Linked DNA regions of Triticum aestivum: region 1 is linked to region 2. A link is a contact called in public Hi-C data. All regions are on one chromosome and are shown on one strand. Each heading gives the region's core, a stretch centred on a gene start, on an enhancer-like site or on the middle of the called end of the contact. The rest is flanking DNA. Distances are from core to core; before and after follow the strand shown. Region 1 holds the start of LOC123143599 (cyclin-T1). Region 2 has its middle 30 kb from the start of LOC123143598.

Region 1 (5,040 bases), core at 19-2,518, 270 kb after region 2:
GGCGACACACCACATCCCCGCCATTTCCCAGATCTGATGGCCATGGGGGAAGATTCACCAGTGAGCAAGGTCCATATCTGGCAAAGATGAGCCACATCTCTACCCAAATATGGACCTTCCTCACCACAAATATCACATGTGCCCTCAATCGGCCACACAATCAAGGCCGCGGCACCACCTCCCCACCCTCTCCTCTTCTCCATAAGCTTGGGGGTGGGGAGCATCGACGAATATGAAATTCGTGTATGTCGCTTCGTAATCAATCACAAGGCACGTCAACCGTTGGTTCGAGGGCTGGGGGTGCGCAAATCGAGGAGGTAAAGAAGAAACGGAACGAGGGGCAGTAGCACGGTTCACGTGGGCGGGTTTCGTCGCGGACAGGCCCATGACGAGCGGGGCTTACCTGGAGAGCCGCGACTTTTTGAGTCGGTCCCGCGTCACAGTCTCTGTCACTTCGTAATCAGTCGCGATGTGCGTTGGACGGCGGTTGTGGTTTTGGGGGTTTGGGGTTTAATACGTGGAAGGGGAGGGGATAGATGGACGGGGCGAGAGGTCTTGGCGACCGCGGGCTGGATATAGATTGGAACACGAGATGTGATGGGCCGATTGTGATTTACTGATTTACTATCGATTGAGGAAGCCCTTATTCTTTCTTCCCTAAAAAAAATTAAGTCCCATTCCTCCGAAAAGAACTCAGGAAACACGAGACCCACTCAACAACAAGAAGAACCGCACGATCCTGCTAAAGAAGATCGCGCGCTTCGAATTCTCTAGCAAGATCATGCAATTCCATCTTGTTGCTTAGTAAAAAAAACTCGTGTTTTCTGATTTGTTTTAGAGGAGTGAGAACTGAATTTCTTTTAAAAGAGGGAGAATAGTAATTTTTTTTTCAGGGCTAAAGGAGGAAATTTCTTCCTCAAACAGAAGGAAACGCAGCCGGCCCATCACATCACATCTCATGTTCCCATCTATATCGAGCCCGCCGTCTCCGGACAGGAGCCCCTCTCCCCCGTCCATCGCATCGCGCCCCGTCCCACCCGCCCACGTTTTAAACCCCGCCCAAACCCCCAGGGCCAGAACCAACGGCTGACGTGCCTCGCGATCTGATCACGAGGAGCCAGAGCCCCTGACGCGGAACCGACTCAAAAAAGTCGCGGTGCTCCGGCTGGACCCCACGCAACATCGGCTTGGCCGCGACGAAACCTGCCGAGCGCCCACGCGAGCCCCGCGTCGCGTCCCGTTCCGTTTCCTTTACCTCCTCGATCCCCACACCCACCCTCCCCCGACCCGCACCAGACCCGCGCCCGCGTCCCCCCTGCTCCGCGCCGCCACGCCCCAAGTCGCCGCCCCGAGTCCACCCCCGGTCTCCCCGTCCCCTCCTCCTCCTCGCGGCCCGCGGTTCGGCCGGGCGGCCGGCCATGGCGGAGGGGGGCGAGCGTGGGCGGTCCTGGTACCTCAGCAAGGAGGAGATCGAGGAAGGGTCGCCGTCCAGGAAGGACGGCATGCCTGCCGCCAGGGAGGCCCAGCTCCGGTCGGTCTACTCCAGCTACATCCGCGACGTCGGCCGCAGGCTCGGGGTGTAAGCGCCCTCCTCACCCCCTCCCCCTCCTCCGTTTCCTCCGGCCCGCGGCCGAATTTCGCTCGGGGTCGCCCGATCCGTGCCCTAGGTCTCGCGAATCCGCGGCCGCGGGCTGCGTTCGCTCGGCCCCGGGTCTGGCCCCCGACGAAATCCGCAGTCTTTTGACGCTGCTGTTGTTTGTTTGTTGCTGCAGGCCCGACATCACAATCGCGACGGGCACCGTGCTGTGCCACCGCTTCTATCTCCACCAGTCCCTGGTCAAGAACGAGTGGCAGGTACCCCCTGTTCATGGGACCAAACAATGGCAAATTGTTTCTGCACACACGATCTTGAATTTCATGACTGACTAACCAGTTTGGCGCGCGCCGTGTGTGTCGAATTCATGTGCGAAATTGAGCAATTGTTCTCCTAACACAAGCTTTTGGGCTCCGTCAGGGTCTGTCCATGCTCCTGGGGGTAAAATGTCAACACTTGTCATTTTTACTGTCACTGTGTCTGAACTAACATTTTCTCTTACCTTTGTAGCACTGTGTGTGGACTGACTGTTTCTCTTACCTGCGTAGCAACTGTGTCCAAACTAACGGTTTCTCTTACCTGTGTAGGATTGTGAACTCTTACCCGCGTAGCAAGTCCGTCCAAACTAACGGTTTCTATTACCTGTGTAGGATCTTGAAAATGTTGTCGTTTTCTGTTTAGTAGACATTTTGGGGTAGTCGAGGGTTGTGTAACGTGTCTGTGTGTTTTCAGCGCACCTAGCCTGGTCACGGCAGACAAAATTGTAACATGGGTTTTGGATCAAAGGTAGAGTTGAGATGTTTCACGCTGGGTCCTTTAAGTAAGGGGTCTTGAAGCGAGGTATGATAGCTTTATGTAATTTTATCGGGAGCACCTAAAATTGCACGGACGAAAGGTGTGGTTCTGGTTCTGTTGGAGCAACTTTACAAACTTGAAGAGGCACTTTCTAATAATACTCTAGACAGTAAGTACTAATTTTTTTTCCGCTGCTATTTACTTTCCTCCCAGTAATATCAAGTCCTGTTCTTCTTGCTGCTGTGGGTTGTCTTCCTGAAAAAGGAATTTTGTTCAAAGCTGAGTGGCCTATATATAATGCAGCAACACAACTTCATACCATTTTGTAATTATGCACTTGCCATTTAAAAGGTTAGCTACTAACTCTTCCGTCCTTCCAGACTGTTGCAACTGCTTGCATCTTTCTTGCTTCGAAGATTGAAGACACTCCTTGCCAATTAGGACGTGTCGTTACTGTGGCACATGAAACAATGTATAAGAGAAAACCTGATGCTGCTCGCAGAATCAAACAGAAGGTACCGCGAACTTCTCGCTTTGTACTACTATTGCTGGCAGCTGTCCTGTTTCTTGTGATGTTTCTGTTCTATATTGCTCAACTTTTTTGAACTAAAAATAGGAGGTCCTTGAGAAGCGGAAGGACCTAATTTTGATGGGGGAGGCACTATTGCTTTCAACCATCAGGTTTGATTTCAATATACAGCATCCTTACGAGCCACTAAATCTCGCTCTCAAGAATCTGGGGATCTCCCAGAAGGAAGTGAAACAAGCTGCAATAAATCTCATAAATGATACGTAAGTTATCTGGGGTTACCCTGTCATATGTTTCTCCACAATTTGGCAACCTTGTTATTCCTGACCCGGTCATCCAACTGTACAGGCTTCGGACTGCATTGGTAGTGCAATTTAAACCACACTACATAGCTGCTGGAGCTCTCCATCTTGCCTCCAAGTTTCATGATGTTACACTCCCTTTTGAACAAGGAAAAGTATGGTGGCATCAATTCGATGTTGCTCCAAAGCAGTTGCAAGGTACAGTGCTTGTATGACGAATTCATTCAGTTAGTTTTCTTCTGCATCCATCGAGACAGTCATTTACCTTTCAGTATCATCAATTTTCCTTCTCATCTGATGGCTAGTTATATTTGCAGCTGCTATCCAGCAAATGAAACAGGTCTTTAATGAAAGAAACCAACGCCCCACGGGTCCTGCTATCGGGCCCATTCCAGCTCCAGCTCCGGTGGAGAAACAGCAGGCAGTAAGATTCCCGAAGCCAGCTCTGGTGGCAAAACAGCAGACACTAAGCTTGCCAAAGCCAGCTCCGGTGGCAAAAAGCTTACTGAAGCCAGCTCCAGTGGAGGAACAGCAGGCTGTAAGCTTCCCGAAGCCAGCTCCAGTGGCAAAACAGCAGACAGTAAGCTCCCAGAAGCCTGCTCCGGTGGAGGAACATCAGACGGTAAGCTCCCCAAAGCCTGCTCCATTGGAGGAACAGCAGACAGTAAGCTCCCTGAAGCCAGCTCTGGTGGAGGAACAGCAGACAGTAAGCTTCCCGAAGCCTGCTGCGGTGGAGGAACAGCAGTCAGTAAGCTTCCCGAAGCCTGCTCCGGTGGAGAAACAGCAGACTGTAAGATCCCCGAAGCCTGCTCCGATGAAGAAAGAGCAGACAGTAAGCTCCCTGAAGTCTGCTTTGGTGAAGAAAGAACAGACAGTAAGCTCCCTGAAGCCTGCTTTGGTGAAGAAAGAGCAGACAGCAAGCTTCCTGAAGCCTGCTCCGGCGGAGAACCAGCAGACAGCAAGCTCCCCGAAGCCTGCTCCGGTGGAGAAAGAGCAGACAGTAAGCTCCCCGAAGCCTGCTCCGGTGGAGAAAGAGCAGACAGTAAGCTCCCTGAAGCCTGCTTTGGTGAAGAAAGAACAGACAGTAAGCTCCCTGAAGCCTGCTTTGGTGAAGAAAGAGCAGACAGCAAGCTCCCTGAAGCCTGCTCCGGCGGAGAACCAGCAGACAGCAAGCTCCCCGAAGCCTGCTCCGGTGGAGAAAGAGCAGACAGTAAGCTCCCTGAAGCCTGCTTTTGTGAAGAAAGAGCAGACAGCAAACTCCCCGAAGCCTGCAGCGGAGAAACAGCAGACAGCAAGCTCCCCGAAGCCTGCTCCGGCGGAGAAACAGCAGACAGTAAGCTCCCCGAAGCCTGCTCCGGTGGAGAAACAGCAGATTATAAGCTTCCCAAAGCCTGTTCTGAAGTATAGATATTCAAGGAGAGGCCTAAGAAACACTACAGCTCCAACTGTAACTCCGACTCCAACTCTGGTGAAGAAACAGCAGAAAATAAGCACCCCAGATGGCCCTGTTTCGCATGCCTTCTCTCCAAGGGGAGTCCTAAATGGACCCACTTCAGCTCCAACTATAACTCCAAACCCGATGAAGAAACAGCAGGCATTAAGCACCCTAGACTCTGTTCTGAGGCAAGCACACGCTTCAGTTGGAGGAGTGAAGCGCACTAGATCTCCAGCTCAAGATAAAACCCTGGTGAAGAAACAGAAGATAATAAGCGCTTCAAACTCTGTTGTGAGGCATGCACGCCCTTCAGTTGTAGTAGTGAGGCCCACTGGATCTCCAGCTCGAGCTAGAACCCCGGTGAAGAAATCACAGATAATAAGCG
Region 2 (5,239 bases), core at 2,318-4,817:
TCCATCTAGAGGGGCCGGCCCCCTCTCCCCTTCCCCCTATATATAGTGAGGGGGTGGGAGGGCAGCCACACCCTTCCCTTGGCGCAACCCTCTCCTCCTCCAACTCCTCCTCCTCCTCCGTAGTGCTTAGCGAAGCTCTGCCGGAGAACCACGAGCTCCATTGCCACCACGCCATCGTGCTGCTGGAGTTCTCCCTCAACTTCTCCTCTCCCCTTGCTGGATCAAGAAGGAGGAGACGTCCCCGGGTTGTACGTGTGTTGAACACGGAGGCGCTGTCCGTTCGGCGCTAGATCGGATCCTTCGCGATTTGAATCGCCGCGAGTACGACTCCATCAACCGCGTTCTTGTAACGCTTCCGCTTAGCGATCTTCAAGGGTATGAAGATGCACTCCCTCTCTCTCGTTGCTAGCATCTCCTAGATTGATCTTGGTGACACGTAGGAAAATTTTGAATTATTACTACGTTCCCCAACATGAAGGACTTGATCACTTCATGTGTTCTTGCCATTGCATTAGTTCCATCAGTTCCATTGCATTAGTTCCATCGGTTTGAGAAGCTTATTACTCTTGGGTGCTTGGGTGCCCTAGAAGTTCCTCTTGGATGCTTGGGCGCCCTCGACAGTTGGTGTTGTCGCGGAGCTCTATCTTGGTGTGAAGCTTCGAGCAAGCTTCAAGAGCCACCAATTAAATTGTGGAGATCGCACCGGGCAATTTGCAAAGGTTTGGTCAATGCCTTCAAGAAGACCTCCTAGTGGATTGAGTTCTTCCTTTGTGGAAGAAGATCAAGGAGAATAGGAAGAGCCTTTTGTGACGTCAGTGAGTGGTGTGTCCCTGCATCTTGAGGTGAAGCCTTTTGTGGTGTTTGGTGTGCATTGTGCAACCACATCTAAAGGTGAGCATTTGTTGTGTCGGGGGAGCACTTAGTAATCGCTTTCATTGTGGAAGGAACTTCGACAATTACATTGACGTCTCTATGTGCCTAGGTTATCTCTACAACCGAGCTCTTTACTTGTGCATTTACTTTGTGATATCCATCGAACTTGAAGTTATATCTCTCTCTATCACATAGTTATTTATCTTGTAACATAAGTTGTTGGTGTAACATAGGTGAGCCTAGCTTGTTTAGGTCTTGTGCTTTATAAATTAAACACTAGTTTTATTCTACGTTTATCCAAGCCTTACCGTAATTATATTAAATCGCCTATTCACCCCCCAGGCTACATCCATGTCCTTTCAACGGTGGGATATTTAGCTGGATAAAGAAGAGGTAATGCTTCTATATTGTTCGATTTATCCTAGAAAAGAGAGAAGTGCATATATAAACCCTCAACTCTTGTGTGGCTCTAATATACACTCCTCATCTATGATACTGTCTAAGTTGCACCTTCCAACTCTCAAAATCAGACGAATTACCCTCCGCCTTGCCTTGACCCCGGTTTCAGTCCAATCGGCACATCTTTACTAGGCCAACTCGTCCGGTCAGCACACCATGTCAACATTGTCGAAAATTTGTAGATTTAAATGTGATGATTCTCTAAATCTGCTTGTTTAGGTTTAACTTTTTAGTTTTCATTTTTCTAGGTAAAGTGATCTAAACACTCTTATATTTCTTTACAGAGGGAGTACATGACTATTTTATGAGCTACACGTCATTTCTTTTCCAAAACATGAACATCTTTGTAAGATACATAAACATAGAAATTACCTCTAGCCCGAAGCCAGAGGAGGGTCGTCGACACAATGCCAACCCTGGTGGTGGGGCACTTCAAAGGTTTATTTCATATATATAAGAATACTTTTTAAATATGCGGTAATTTTTATCGAGGCACACAAACTTTTATTTTCACATGTGAACTTTTTTCTAACGACATATGAACATTCATCTTTTTACATACGAGACAATAAGAAAACACATAAAAACACAAATATTTAATTTAATACCTGTGAATTCTTTTGCAACATATGAACATTTTTCCGGCATACAATAGCATGTAAAAATACAATAACATTTTAAAAATATATGAATATTTTTTGAAACACATGACATATTTTTGTACACCACCTGAATATTTAATTAATTATAAAAATAGTTATATAAAATTTAGAGATAGATTTTTTGAGACAAAATTTTGAGATAGATAGTGGAGTATATTTAAAAGATTTATATAATTTTTTTGAGAAAAAAAAGAAGTGGTGGCCCAAACAGGTGGGTATGCATGGGAAGCCAGCACGATGTTCCAGCCCGGCCCACCCATTTACGGTGACCCATCTTCTTCCTCCGCTGGAAAAGAAGAGACTAGGGTTTAGCAGTCCCCCCAACCCCTCAAAAAAAAAAAAGAAAGCAGTCTCCCTCCCCTGAATTCTCAGAAAGGAGACTCATTTCTCCAAGGTCCGGCGGCGGAGCTCCCCTCTTCTCTATCGCGGCCCCGTTCGTTCGTGCTCAAGGTTCCTCCTTTTCTTACTTCTCCAGCCTTAATTTATGAGTAAAATGCACTAGTGGTCATTGAACTTATCGTGTATGCTCACTTTAATCACTGTATTTAAGAATACGGTTAATACGATCACTATATACGTGCTAAGATGATTATACGGTCACTGTGAAATTATATAACTCCGTATTCCATCCATTTGACTGGTCAAACGGTCCACAAGGCGTGCGGCCCTACCTGTCAGTGGGTGGAAATAAGAAGTAGAGGGAACATAAAAATGCTACTGTGGGGATTCGAACCCCATGCCTCGAGCTAATATGCGCGCAGGCTGACCAGCCGCTTTGGTTCCAATCTTGCGTCTAATTAGAGGACAAGCCCTTTTATATCTTCTAGTCATTCACGTGACAGCGTTGGGATATTTCTTTTTTGCGTATGTTCATATAAGACCATTCTATTGGTTTAGATGATAGTGCATTCTAATTTATAGTGATTTCTTCCATATCAGTTTTAGCGTACCAAATTGCACCATCGTAATTTGGCTAACGTATATATTTCTGTTGATAGCATTTATAAGCATAATTTGGAGTACTTAACACGTGTATATTACTTTTATGCATTTAAACATTTATTAATAAAATTTTATATAGACATATATTAACCATTTTGATAAGTACACTCCGCCATAATTAGCTAGTACAAGATGACCGCACGCCAAATCCCTGGTCGTCTCGTGCTAAAAACAGAGCAACGACGCCCACCAAATCTACTGGAGCTGCCGCTGCGGCCACGTCACTGTCGAGCCACCGTCCACGCGTAAATATTGAACAAAAGAAATTGAAGTGCTAATCCAATCTCGTTTTCTTGCGAGGGAAGTGCTAATGCAATTTTGGCCGTGAATCATATGTACGAGTACACAGTACTGCTAAAACAGCTTTTTAAATCCTAAAAGGCCCGACCACTGAAGCCGAAACGATTATGATTTAAATGCTAAATGGCTCGCACGCAAAAGAAAAAAAATGCAATGGCTGTCACGTGAATCCAGTAGAATATAAATGGTTCTTTTTCTCAAGTTAGACAGGACGGGAGACAGGTAGAGCTGGTTGTCCTGCTCAGGCAATAAGCGCGAGGGCCTGGTTTCGACTCCACACAGGCGCATAATTTTATTTCCTCCTACTCCTTTCTTCCATCCACTGACAGGTAAGGCCCACACAGTCAGAAAAAAAACTGACAAGGCCTTGTTTTTCTTTTTGCAATGACAAGGCCTTGTTTTTCTTTTTGCAATGACAAGGCCTTGTTTGACCAGTCAAATAAATGAAATACAAAGCTATACGATCTGGCAGTGACCATATAATCATCTCAACACGCATATAATAATCGTATTGACCGTATTCTTAAATACAGTGACCAAAGTGAACGTATACAATAAATTCAATGACCACTAGTGCATTTTACTCTTAATTTATTCGCTGGTAGTGGTTCCCCGATTCTCTGGTAAATCTAGTATAATCATAGGGCGCCCTGAAACTGGCAAAAGCGCCACCGTCGATGAACCCCGAATCGCGAGCTGCGGCGCTGCTGGCCCGAGCCCATGGTGTCGTCCAGCCCCGGATCTCGCAAGTCGCGCCACCACAACTGCTCCGGCCGCTCCTCCTACATCTAGCGCCGCCGTGGCCTATACTGTCCCACTTGCTTTAGTTCCAGTGGCAGAGAGAATGCTTCAAGCTAACTCCCACGCACAGCTAACCAAGCTAGTTTGCCCCTGCACATGAAATAGTCCGGTTCAGACTGTATGGATTAATCTCCCCTGCTTTTCTTGTTGTCGCATGCCTCTTTGGTAATTGACTCGGCCATGGCAAAAGAAAATGGAAGGCAGGACAGACATAGGTGATAGATTGTTGTCGCATTCTCTTTGGTAATTGCTTTGATTAGCCCCACAACTGATTATTAGGTGTCTCCAAATAAATAGGTTCAGACTGAGCACATGAGTCTTGTCTTGAGGAGTTGCTTGCGTCAATTACTCAATTCTAGTTTGTTCTTTGTATTCTCTTCGTTTGTTTGTTATTCAGGCTCTGCAACTTATGGCGGTAGTTTAGTTTAATGATGTGGCTCGTAGCTTCACTGTTTCTTGCTAGCAATGTAGGGATAGATAAGGTGGTAGATACTTCAATTAATCTCCATTCTTATAAGGAACACACAAGTATTGGATGGGTACAGTAAATGCCCAAAGTTCGTCAGTATATTCTTCGTAATTAGTGCTGCCAGTGTGATCTCAATCTTTTCACATGCTTTATTCTGATATATGTACCATAAGTTTTAGTCCAGCTTTTTGGTTGTTTTCTGAACCTTGATATTACCTGATTGGTACAGCTGAATTTGCTCGATGGACGACCTACCGGAGGCTGTGGTGACAGAGATTGTCAAGAAGATCACCAGGACAAGTGATCTGAATTCTATTTCCCTTGTGTCAAAGGGGCTCTACACGATAGAGGGGAGTCAAAGGGGGGTGCTATCCGCGTTGGTTCTGGTCTTTGCACTGCTACAGAGCATTAACATCACTGTGTGCCAGGTTCACAAATTTGCGGAAATTGGAAATCGATTACTCTGGTTGGATACCTGGACATGGAAATCAGTTGGACAACAAAGGCCTTTTTGTATTTTCATCTCACTGTTCCTCGCTGATTGACCTCACCTTAAGTTTCTGCTCACACATCGATGACTCTGGGCTTGGTTGTTTAGCACATTGCAAGAAATTGGTGTCTCCCAGGCTGAACTCCACACCACAAATAACTTCGATTGGGCTTTTCTCAGTTG

What was found. A called contact is a pair of places that touch in the nucleus more often than the background predicts.
Region 1: a Hi-C map of leaf shows a contact between it and region 2, with 2.7 times the contacts expected there. The contact joins the promoter of LOC123143599 here to the enhancer-like site in region 2. A contact is called at or near these places in 2 of 5 Hi-C or Micro-C datasets (both in leaf).

The regions. Positions count from the first base shown.
Region 1 is chr6D:70,520,841-70,525,880 of IWGSC CS RefSeq v2.1, forward strand. It overlaps LOC123143599 (cyclin-T1), which reads left to right and starts at 1,269. Exons shown (of 6, transcript XM_044562537.1): 1 at 1,269-1,579; 2 at 1,773-1,854; 3 at 2,770-2,904; 4 at 3,006-3,181; 5 at 3,267-3,418; 6 at 3,538-5,040. The coding sequence starts at 1,419.
Region 2 is chr6D:70,244,759-70,249,997 of IWGSC CS RefSeq v2.1, forward strand. It overlaps the pseudogene LOC123141111. Among protein-coding and RNA genes, the nearest start is that of LOC123143598, 30 kb to the left of the region's middle. Within about 2 kb of position 3,568, at least 6 of the 8 cell types and tissues checked have an H3K27ac peak or open chromatin away from gene starts, as enhancers often do. A contact at or near this core is called in leaf, where this site is marked.